Linked DNA regions of Rattus norvegicus: region 2 is linked to region 1. The links are chromatin contacts, called in public Hi-C maps. All regions are on one chromosome and are shown on one strand. Each heading gives the region's core, a stretch centred on a gene start, on an enhancer-like site or on the middle of the called end of the contact. The rest is flanking DNA. Distances are from core to core; before and after follow the strand shown. Region 1 holds the start of Prkcel1 (protein kinase C, epsilon like 1). Region 2 overlaps Prkce (protein kinase C, epsilon).

The links. Hi-C and Micro-C count contacts between places; a contact is called where the count stands out from the background.
Region 2: a Hi-C map of psoas muscle shows a contact between it and region 1, with 2.1 times the contacts expected there. The contact joins the enhancer-like site here to the promoter of Prkcel1 in region 1. A contact is called at or near these places in 3 of 12 Hi-C or Micro-C datasets (kidney and psoas muscle).

The regions. Positions count from the first base shown.
Region 1 is chr6:13,925,947-13,932,057 of GRCr8, reverse strand. It overlaps Prkcel1 (protein kinase C, epsilon like 1), which reads right to left and starts at 2,312. Exons shown (of 2, transcript NR_144425.1): 1 at 2,033-2,312. The region is part of intron 2 of Prkce (protein kinase C, epsilon); the gene reads left to right.
Region 2 is chr6:13,996,521-14,002,631 of GRCr8, reverse strand. The region is part of intron 2 of Prkce (protein kinase C, epsilon); the gene reads left to right. Among named protein-coding and RNA genes, the nearest start is that of Prkcel1, 70 kb to the right of the region's middle. Within about 2 kb of position 2,836, at least 25 of the 93 cell types and tissues checked have an H3K27ac peak or open chromatin away from gene starts, as enhancers often do.

The DNA of each region.
Region 1 (6,111 bases), core at 1,063-3,562:
TTCTCCTGTGTAGCTCTTACGCAGGGGGATTTTTCCTGGGGATGGGGCCTGCTTCCGGCTTTCAGCGGTTACTCTATGGTATCCCCTGTCTGTTCCCTGTTGATTCACTGGAAGCCCCCACAGACCTGGGTCTTTGCCAAGCAAGTGGGTTGACTTTTCACTTCGTGAGAGTGTATCTTTTTGATGAGCAAAGTTCCCAGGAAAGGCAGTGGAATCCTTCCTTTCCCTTCCTGCCTCGTACTTTTGTGTCCCAGTTAAAACCGCGGTTGCCTGTTGCCCGAGGGCCTGAGGGATACACGCCCATGCTGTCTTTTAAAATTCTTCTTTCAAATGGTGCTACTTTCTTTTCTTTGCTACTTGGAGTAGATTTTTGACCCCAGGGTCACTAGGCTGCCTGTAACAAAAGCACAGTGCTTGGGGTGCTTTTCAGAGACCTCTTGGAATCGGAGGAAGTACTTCCTCTCCTTTCCTCTCCTCTCCTCTCCTCTCCTCTCCTCTCCTCTCCTCTCCTCTCCTCTCCTCTCCTCTCCTCTCTTTCCTCTTCTCCCCTCTCCTTACCTCACATCTTTTTTCCTCTCTGTTCTCCTCACCTCACTTCTCCTCTCCTCTCCCATCCCCTCTTGTCCCCTGTCCTGCCTTCCCCACCCCCATCCCTTTCCCCTCCCCTGCCTACTGCTCTCTTCCCTCTCCTTCCCTGCCTTCCCCTTCTCCTCCTCCCCTCCCCTCTTCTCTGCCCTTCCCCTGCCCTGTTCTCCTCCCTTTTCCCCTTTCTCTCCCCTCTTCTTTCACCTCCCCTCTGCTTTCCTTCCCCTCCCCCCCTGCACATCCCTCCCCTCCCCCTTCCTCTCCTTTTTTTTTCACTTCTCTTATTTCTCTTGTTTTTGTTTTGACACATGGACTCACATAGCACAGGCTGCCCCCCTGCCCCAACCCTGAACTCAATAGGTAGCTGAAGCTGGCCTTGAACTTCTGACCCTCCTGCCTCTGTCTCCCAGCTGCTGGCTCACAGGCGTGCACCACCATTTCAGCTCAGATTTTCTGTTTCACGAAGGCCGAGCCTGCAGCGTTTGAGGCCTTTCTACCACAGGGTAGCCACTACTGTCCTAAGCTGCCAGCCGTTGCTGTGCCCACTCCTCCTGGAGTACTCGAGGCCTCCTCGCAGGCCCTTGGCGGCGGTGTAATTCCTGAACACGCTCCTTCGACGTTCCGCGGTGCCCCATCATTCTGGTTAGGTCAACAGTCCCTTGTGTTTACTGTTCTTACTATGATCACATAACTGTGGCTTAACCGTACATAGTAAAGTGAGTGCGAGAAATGCTTCATGAAAACTAAGTTGAATGTAAAGAAGGAATCAAACACATTGCTAGCAAAACTGAAATCTGGGCACAAGAGCAATGCGGCCCGGTACAAGGAGCGCCGGTGACAAGGACCAACAAGAGTGAGTTCACGTCACCTTATCAGCATTACCAAGGTTTGCTCTGCCAAAAAGATACTAACACTGAAGATCACAAGTGGTCTGTTGTCTATGAGAGGCAAGGCAGAGCTCAAAAGCAGAGGCCCTGAAGCCCTTGGCTGCGTGTTATTGCCAAGTGAGTGTTCACGGGGGCTTTTGTTATCTGATGAATGTTACAGGTCTGGATGTATGTTATCAGTTCAGATATTTAAAGAGCTTATTTTCCATCCTTCTTTGAGTGAGTTGCATTTTATTGGCCTAACACTGTCCCATGTACTACAAGTGAGAGAGGCAGAGGGAAGGCTCCTCTGAGAGGAGCCTTGCGCGGAGGACACCTCCTCCTAGAGAGGCCTTGAGGTAGGAACATCTTTGAAGTAACATCTCATCCCAATGTCAAACAGAAATATTAATACTTCGAAATTCATATTCTACTGCAAGTTTATAAATAAAATAGTAATTTCCCTCAAAAATCTTTCAACAAAGTGAGGACTTAGCTGAACTTGAAATAACAGCCTGACTCAGCTGCTGGGTCAGCGGACAGTTGGAAACCTTTTGTGATTTAAGATGAGCCTGTCTTACCTCTGCCATGCTGCCTGGTGGTGCCTGGTGATGCCTGAGGTTTAAGTCCAGATATGGTCTTGGGGCAGTGTTCTGCTGATCGGAAAGTTCCACCACGCCGATGGTCTGGTACGACAGTCCCCAAGCCAGCCTGCAGCCGGGTATATGAGGCTTGGCTCTTACCTGAGAAACCAGGCATTGAGAGCCAGCCACTCTCGTCATTTATGCCAAGGGCACCATCTTGACCTTGACCTGACCCCCTGAAGATGGACCTGCGCTCTGCTCCGTACCCACCACAGACTCCTTCGGGGTTTGCGCCGCTAGTGTCAGTTTAGGATACTGGTTTGTTCCGCCCTCCTCCCCGTCCCCGGTGTAATAATTCACAGGCAGAGCAGGAATGTGCTTAGAAAGCGAGGGAGACCTTTGTGCCGGCTCTCGCACGGTTTTGAGACACCCAAGGATGAAGTGCCTGAGTCACTGCTCCTGTGGCACTGAGCCACAAGGACTCATCCAGTAGTGCCTCTGCCCTCTGGGTCCTCCCCCAATGTGTTCTCAGTCAGAGAGAATCCAGGGGGAAAAAAGAAAACAAAAGCCAAGACGTTGGCTCTCATGCCCCCTTGTGGCCAGTCTGGGTGGACACCTTCAGGAAGTGTCGTCAGGTTTGTGAGCTCACAACACTGGGGAATGCAGCCAGGCAGCCACCCGACTCACTTCCTTTTTACATCCTCTCTGAATTTTGTGTCCTCTCCCTTCCCTTCCCCGTCTACCCTCCCCCACCCCAACATTTTCTTTCCTTCTCTCTTTCGGAAAGATTTTACTAAATACCGTGTGGCCCAGGTTGGCCTCAGACTGGTCTTCCTGCCTCAGCCTTCCAAGAACGGGGACTGCAGGCATGGGACACCTCTCCAGCCCCCTCAGTATTTCTTAGCAGCCGAATATCTCACAGCCACGTTTAGCTTTGGGAGGTTTTCCACTGGGACTGGGGATGCCGTGTCCTGGTTCTGACAGATTTCCTCCAAACCACAGCCTGTTCTTATTAAACAGGGCAGGGAGCAAACCCACAAGTTCTGCTGCTCTCACATGTTCGTGCTGTAGCAGGAATCTACAAATACCTGCGAATCGTAACATGGAGTCTCCCCATTAATCCCGAGTCAGACTTGGACCCCAGAGAATTAGGCCTGCCTGTCTGGGCTTATTTGGCAGTGAGTCCTAAAAATGTGTGTAACTTTAAAAAACGGACAAACAAAAAACTGTCCGCATTGTCTGGGAAGAAAAGATTCGACTCATTTCAATTAATATTAAATTCAATTGATTTATATATTTGTTCTGGCTTTGGTTTTGATTTGTTTGTTTGGGGTTTTTGTTTGTTGGTTGGTTAGTTTTTTGTTGTTTTTGTTTTTGTTTTTTGAGATGGTCTCATTCTGGAGCACTGGCTAGCCTGGAACTCACTATGTAATTCAGAATGGTCCTGAAGGCAAAGTGATGCTCCTGCCTCAGCTCCCAAGTAGTAGGATAATAGACATGTATCACCAGCCTAACTTTGCGTATAGTTCTATAATCGGACTTAAATAAAGACACATGCTCAGATGTCATGGCAGATCTAGTGGCTGTCCCCACCTTAGCTGCGTCTGTTGGCCTGCACAGTCCACTCACTGCTTCCTGTTTCTTGAAGTTCAACTCAAGCTACATGCTATGGGTAACGGCTAAGGCCTGACAGGCTCCATATTCTCGGTGGTTTGGTTTGAGTCTCCTGGGGTGCACGTCAAGGTTGTAATAACAGTTCCCATCCTTGAGGTCCCACTGTGTGCTTTGGAGGACGGCAGCACCCTGACTCTGCAGGCTAGATACCCACCTCTTCCTGACGCCAGAAACTGAAGCTGAGGGAGTGACTACGGGAATCTGGGAGCAGCACGGGTTCTATCTGGAGCTTCCCTCCCGCCATAGGGCATCTCTGTGACTCACCCACCATTACTGCCACTCAGAGGGTCCAGGCTCAGTCTCCCCCCTCTCCTTCTCCCTGTGTTCTTAGCCATCCTAGCGATGAGGGGTGGTTGTCTCTGTTTACACCTGGCCCTGGAGATGACAGGAGTGTTGAGAGCCTCCGGGGAAGGCTGTAGAAACGGAGGGCTGGTGTGGACAGCCGGCTGGAGGGCTCTGTCTCTCAGTCCACTCATCTTGTGGGATTTTTTGAGAGTTAAGATGACTGTATAGATTATCCTCAAAGAAAGGACAATGTGAAAGGGACAGTCCCTAAGGGACTGCGGAGACACACAAAAGCCAAGTACGCCCCGAGTTCAGTTGGAATCCATTTTGTTTATTTGCTCCGTACTTGTCCCTGGGGGTTCCCCCCCTTGTTTCTGTGACTTGGCATCTTGGACACTTTCGGATATGTCACTTGTCCCCACCAATCATAGTGGCAGCTGTTGATACAGTTAGTAAACCTTATGTGACTTTGATTTACATTCCTTCCTAATGTGGGGATTCCCTCTTCTGTCCTTGTCACTTGGACCACCCTTTCCTGGCTGACGAGAACCACAAACACACTACCACGCCATATTCAGAGGATTTCAGGACAAAATGCCCAAGGGCCCTCACAGTGAAGAAACTTGCTCTTCCTCGGCCAAACACGAGATCCTGAGCCCCGGAGGGCAGGAGCCAGCCTTCTCACCCAGTAGGGTCTGGCAGGAAGCTCTCTGGTTGCTTACTGAGCTCTCTGCCCTCGGCGTGTATGGCTGAAGCAAGTTTCTGGAATCTGACGCCATAGGCTCCATGTACATTGGCTCTGACCTCATCCAACCCCACTGCCCTAATGTGGAGCTCTCGTGGCACAAAGAGGAAGTGCCAGGCTGAAACTCTTCCCCGTGCTTCCTTCTAGATAGGAAAGTGAAAACCTTAGGGATCAGACCTCATGCCTTCAGCCCTGGAGTCGTTCGTCCGGTCCCTTGGGCCGCCCTCAGCTGATGGGCAGAGTGGGTGTGAGCGCAGACAGTAGTGTGAAGTGTCACTGGGGTCCTTCGGGCTTTGATGTGGTGACTCTCTAGTAGTGGCAGACAGGAGACAGTGGCTTCACGGCACAGTTGCCGTATGATGTGCTGCTCTGTGGCACTGAGCTTAGGTGACCTGCTTTGCTTTCCCTCACCTCCTGCCATGTTCTCCTTGAAGAGGCAATCTGGACACCTATCTTGAGCAGATGTCTAAGACTCTCACAGCTGTTTTCAAGTCTGTGTCATTAGGAGGAAATGGAGGCCAAGTAAGCACAGTTAGCAAGTGCGGCTTCAAAGGCGGGGTTGCTGTCCGTTGCTGAAGGCATCTGCTGCCATTTCTGAGGCGTGGCCAGAGTCCAGCTCTTCACTGAGCTTCCCCACCAATGAACTGCAAAGTAACTACATGCAGAGAACAAAGGCGGGTTCTCCTCTGTCCCAAGTCTGACCTCCCGAAGCCATCTTACTCCAGTGGCCTAATGTTTCAGAGCTCAGCACCCACCGCTTTCTTCTTTTCCTCTAGAACTTTCTACCTCCTAGAAATCAGCAACGGCAACACAAATCATGGGCAAAAGGACACACACCTAACACCCAATTCATTGCTTGCGTTTGCTTCAATTCCTCCAGCCCTAACCCTCAGCAGGGCGTGTTTCTTGGAGTCAGAAGGGAGAGCAGAGTAGAGACAGTTAGGCCTGAGGAAAGTGGTCTGCCAAGCGGAGTCCATATGTAGCACCTGGTAAACAAGACGGGCTCCTGAGACTTAAAGACTAAATGATAGGTCTTCTTCCGGGGCCTGTGTTTCTTACCTTGACTTGGGTTCAATATCCCATTCTCTCCACACACACACACACACACACACACACACACACACACACACACACACACAGATTTGCCTTTAATATTTAATGCATAGATTGCTAAGAATAGATGCCTATAATATATAAGAAAAACATAGTCAGGCAGGAGTGGTTCAGGCCCTTAATCCCAGCTCTTGGGAGGCAGAGCCGGGACTTCTAAGTTCATGGTGACCCTGGCTACAGAGTGAGTTCCGAGACAGCCAAGACTACATAGAAAACCTTTTATACAAAAACAAACAAAAAAAATTGAAAAAAGGAGGAG
Region 2 (6,111 bases), core at 1,587-4,086, 70 kb before region 1:
TTGGAGCGTGTTGCTATTGCTGGCCGGTTTCTGTTTCTGTGTTTTACTGCATTGTATGATTATGTCAAATTCATTCATTTATTCTTCCCTTTGTGGGCATAGCAGGATTTTCCTGTAAAGGACTATGCTGTATTTGGGCACACTTGAACACAACTGCAGTCTCTTTAGGTTATTTTCCAGGGGACTGATTTGATAATTCCGTAGATGCGTGAATACCATGGTAAAACGTTTTTATACCAATTGATGCTGATAGATGGATTTACAAAATATCTATTTGCTTTATGTCTTCTTAATAGTTAATAATACAATTAAAATATTATTTATTTTGTTTATGTGAGCATTTTATCTGCATATATGTCTGTGTATCGTGTGCATACCTAGTGTCTGTGGAGGCCAGAAGAAGGCACTGCGTCTCCTAAACTTACAGATGGTCGTGAGCCACCGCGTGGGTCCTGGGAATTGAACCCATGTCCTCTGGAAGAGCAGCCAGTGCTTTTAATCACTGAGTCGTCTATATTATCAGATTTTAAAATTGCCATTATAGTTTTAATTTTTTATTACTTTTTGCACATGAATGAATTTGATTTTGGTCAAACCCACCCTTCTCTTCTCTTCCAACTCCTCCCATGTCCCTCTCACTATCTTTTCCCAACTTCACATCACACTATCACACACAAACGCATGCGTGCGCGTGCGTGTGCACACATACACACATACACACACATATAAGCAGAACACACACACATACACACACATATAAGCAGAACACACACACATACACACACATATAAGCAGAACACACACACATACACACACATATAAGCAGAACACACACACACACACAGAGTTAAATGTTGCACACATGCGTGGTGATATGAGGCTGCAGCGGGGGGCGCCAGCACTGAAGAGAACTAGATGACCTTCTCTTGCCTGGCAGCTGTCAAGTGTGTGCAGGTTTTCAACTAGGGCTGGAGCCTTGTGAGCCCTTCATCATCCACGCTGGCGTACTGGTGAGCCGGGCCCTGTGCCGGCCGTGTGTAGACACCACTGCTGTAGAGAGTTGATGAGTGCGCTGCCTGTCATGTCCAGTACAGGCTCTTCTCTAGCATCTTCCTGAACTCACCCAGTCTGGCTGTGGCCCCCATGACATCTCCTCAGTAAATGTCTGGGGGATGTGACACAGATGATGCTTTAGTGATGAACACTTTACCGTCACTTATTCTCTCCACTTTGATCATTTGTGTTGCTCTGTGTAAACGTCCATCCATCGGCTTCTCTGCTAAAGGGTGGAGCTAGACTAATCTACTGGTACGAGGTTAAATATCTAGAAGGCGGTTGGATACGACATCAGTTCAGCACAATGACAGTAGAGTCCATGATCTGTCTACCCATGTCTCAGTTTACAGCACCAGGCCCGAACTTCCTCCTGTTGAGAGGCCTTAAATCTAGTCAGACAGCCATTGGATGCCCTACACCACCCTGAGACGTCTGTGCTACTATTACGCCAATGGCCATGGTTCACCTGGTGTTCACAGTAGGGTTAGGCTGCCAGCACCTTATCTGGAGATCTCAGTCACTCACATAGACCTTTGCAGTCTTCCAGATAAGGCCATTGTGATTTCTCCAAGCCCTGTGACCGAAGTGTAAATATAGTGTCTTCAGCAATAACCTCTTACCTCAAGTTCTGGTGGACAACCAAGTTCAGTAGAAACAATCTGCAGTGTTAGTGGGATCTCTTGGACCCCTCTGACCAATAGCTTGAAAGGAGATAACCTGTGTCTGGGGGTGAGCTTTCTGTTTGATGGCGAGTGGTTCCTTAAGAGGAGCTTTATACTTCTATGTGGAAGAAATTCTGCTCTCCAGTGCAGTTTTGACGGGCCACTTCTGATGATCGGTGATACTGAGAGTCCTCAGAAGCCTGCAGGGTTTGTCCCTGCCTCGCAAATGCCTGTTCACTCCTCTTGTATATGTTTTTGTCTGTCTTTGTCTGCTTCTCCCAGTTCTGGACATAGTTCTAAGAGCCACCAATACCTCTCCCTGGCTTGTGGTTAATGGGTTCATTCTCACTGTGGTCATCTGATACACAGACATTCAAAGTATGAAGCTTGGAGGATCTTGAACAAAACATTTCACATGCTTGGGCTTCCAAACATTCGTCAGTGTATTACTACTCTGCTAAGTCACATAGTTATAACGTCCCAATGAACAGATGTGCAAGAAAGCTTGTTTGAAAGTAAAGCCTGCTCCCCTCTCTCCCCCCAACCCCGGCCAGATTTCTTCCCACATCCCCACACTGCCTCCATTTTTATACCCAATTCACTTCTGGAACGGTAGTCGTTGGAGTTGTGGTTTATGTTTTATTTAGTGCTCTGTGAAATTGTTTGCCCCCTGCAATGTAAGCTCTCAAAGATAATTTTATCTGACGTGTTTTATCATTGTTTCCTAGAAACATGGCACACAGTAGGTGCTCAACAAACGTTTCTTCAGTGAGTAATGGAGTCAGTTGTGTCAGCAGAGGCCATGTCATCATAGCTGTGACATCATGCAAATGCCGCCTGCAGCCATTGTTCTCCTTGCAGCCTCATACAGCAGTCAGTCAGTACCTCTCTGGCCCTTCCTCTTCCAGAGTGGAGGAGAATTGCGCCCTTGGGAGCAGAGAGCTCAGTGTTTAGACTTGTAGCGAGGGCCCCCTGATGGGCTGGCACTCCTCTAAGGACAGATTCCCAGGGTGAGACCAAAATTTCCCAGGCTATTTTCTTTGCCCTTCCCTACAGTAGCTGTCAAGACTGCTGCTTTTACAAACCCCATTGGCTTTTGCCTTGTTGCTATAGAAACCGGAGCTGGTCGTTGGAGGAAAATGTGTACTTTTTGAGCCCTAGGAAGGGAGACTGTTGTGGAGTTGTTAGCTGTAGGTGGGAACAGCCGAAGATGGTCTCCCCCGGAAGTGCTTCTGAGGCCCTGCCCTCTTGAGGGCCTCCCCTCCAGAGAGCTGTGACTTGCCATGATGCATACTTGGGGAGCTGGCTCAGTTTGTGGAGCTGTGGGGCTCCCTGGCAGGCATCCAGCCCTCCACAGAACATCTGGGAAGCTTTGGCCCCGCCCCGTGCCAAAGCCGCTGGGCCCCAGAGACAGGGATCAATGACCTCTTCTTGGCCTGCTCCTTAACCTGTGTCCCAGACAAGTGTTTTTCTGGGAACTAGGAAGGCTGATCCTTGATGCCAAACTCTCCCTTCTGATTAAAGGGTGGGGACAGAAACAGGCTCAGGCTTGGAGCACGCCTGAGGAGAATTCGGCTTTTCAGGAAATCAGAAATGAATTCGGGGAGTCTCACTTCTTCGCCCACAGCAAACAGCCCTTTGAACTGCTGAAGCTACTGCCAGCTCTCTTGACCTGGGGGGCCGGGTTCGCCCGAGTCTGAAGACTAATTAGGTTCTGTCCACTGCAGGCAACCCTGCCACCTCTGAAGGTCATCCTGAGAAGGTGCGTGGTGACCTGTTAATGCACAGAATTTATAGCACACTGGGTGTGTTGAAGACAGTGAAGGGAACTGGTGTGTAGTCGACTGGAAGTGAATATACCACAGAATGGCCTGCTCTGGACACACACACACACACACACACAGACACACACACACACAGAGCGAGAGCGAGAGCAAGAGCGAGAGCGAGAGGAGAGAAGTGCCCTCAGCCTATCCCTTAATGATAAATGGCCTCTTTGTACTTGAGGTCAGATACCTAAGAGCAACTTATTTTCAGTGTCATGAAACATATATATATATATATATATATACATACATATACATATATATATCCCATTTTCATAAAAAGAAATGTGTGGATGTTTATGAGTACACACATCTCTGACCTTTACACTGGCCCCTTTAGACTGGCATTTCATTTTTTCCCAAATATCGTAGCGTTCTGTGAGGGAGTTACATCTTTCTTCCCATAATCTGCAGCTTCAATCAATGAATCTCGAAATAAATGGGCATCCAGAGGGGACAAGGTACATACGCTTGTTGTGAGTCTGGGTGTCAGATAAACCTAGGACACAGTCAAAGGCTTGAGGGCTAGATGAAGGGTCCTGACAAGGACAGGTGACTGACTACATGCCTGTTGGGGCCTGGTGTCACCTCCAGCCTCCTACAATTTTAACCTGCCTTGGTAGGGAGGCTCCTGAAGACAGGGATGAAGCAGTTGAGTTTCTTTTGGAGGGACTGTCCTTCGCCTGAAACACATGGGGAGCTCCGGAGCTGGGCATGCTGTTCCTCAGGGATCCTTGATCTGAAACCCAGGGTGGCCCGCTTTGAGGTGACGTTTCCTGATTCTGTCAGTGGCAGCGGTGAAAGCCAGCCTTAGGTAGAAGAGGGATCTGAGGCCCTGAAGGCAGCTAGCCAGGAGGAGAGACATGGCTGCCTGGTAGACATGGTTCTTCCCCTCACAGGACTTCATTCTCCACACCGTACCTGCTTTCCAAGTGTTAGAATAGGGCCCTTCTATGTCACACTGTTGACCTAATGGGCTGAACCCTCTGACATTGCCTGCAAACCGTTCTGTATCTCAAGGTAATACTTTAATCAAATAAAGTCCACTGCCTCAGAAACATTCGAGACCCCCAGAGCTCAAGCCACCCCCTAACCCTGCAACCTTCTTGTTCTTTTTGGCCCCCTACAGGTTTTGCAATGAAATGCTTGTCACAATAGGCAATTATTTTCCACTTGAAAGAAATGTAAAACGTTGCAGGAGAAATATTTCCAAAATGTAAACTTAGTTGCCTTTTTAAAAGAGAGCGTGCTGGATGTAACTTAGGCGGTGGACGTGTAGACATCTTTTTATGATTATCCGTTACTTGCTTGTAAATCAGAGGGTGCGTGGAGTCTGTCCCTACAACACAGGACCCCAGGCTGTTTCCTCCTTTCTCCCCACCACCCCTAGAGCTTGCTTTCGAATCGTGTGACAACTTAAGGAAGGCTGGGTCTTCTCTGTTGGGAGAAAGTTTTTGCTTTTGTAATCATTGCTGCTGCCGCATGGGAAACTATGTTCTAGGCTCCAGGGCACTGGCTCAGACTCTAGCATCTGGGAGCATCACTTGGAAAGTGGGTACAATGCAGCCTGCTGGGACCCACCCAGAACTAACTGTGATCCTGGGGTTCTGAGGAGAGGCTGGACTTGACCTCAGACTTTCCTTTCCTAAGATATTGTGAGACCTCAGGTCAGGGGAACCAGCTTTGAGGGCCACTTGTAGAGAGGAGTGTTTCTGAAACTGACGTGTATATACCTGCCAGTCGTTTATACACACACATTCATGTACAAATGCACGTGCACACAGACACACAGATCACACACATGCACCCACACATGAATGCATGCTCGCACACACAGGTTAACATGGGGGGAGTAGTGTGAGTGACGTAGTTGGCCAGCTTGAACATGTGCTGACATCACTGAGTATGTTTTGTTTACAGTCTCAGAGGGTTCAGTTCATGGCTGCTTAGTCCCTAGTGTGTGGGTAAAACATCATGCTTGGCAAGAACATGGTTTAGAGGAGTGAGTTCCCTTCATAGCCAACCAGGAAGTGGATTCTGGGGCACTTGTTAAAATGTGAATCACACCTAAAATGTGTTAGGTCTTGAATCAGAGCCTGAAAGTGACCCAGAGATTCTGCTGGCCTAACCAGCTCCCAGGGGATTCTGATTCTGCAGGGCCCTGGGAAGGGCTTCATATAGAAAGATGTCAAAGCAGTGGTTCAAACCCTGTCAACACTGGAATCAAGATCTCAGTGGAGAAATGAAGAGAAGGAAGAGAAAAGTAGCCTTATCACAGCGTAAACACATGGGCCTCTGAGGTAGAGCCTGGGACCAGGCGTTGTTCTGCAGGTGATCTACATGGGCAGTCTGAGTGGAGAAGCGTGTTCCCAAAACCAAGAGTTTGAATATTAGATTTACTGGTGCTGTGGCTGAAAGGGTCCCTCCAACATTCAGGTGCTACCAACTGAGAGTCCCAAAGGAGGATCCTTTAATCTTTTAAAAGACTGTGAGGGTCCTGGCTCATTCATAGCAATTAGGTCTTTATGAAAGAGGCGCCAGACAACGTTGGGCCGGCTTGCTTTCTG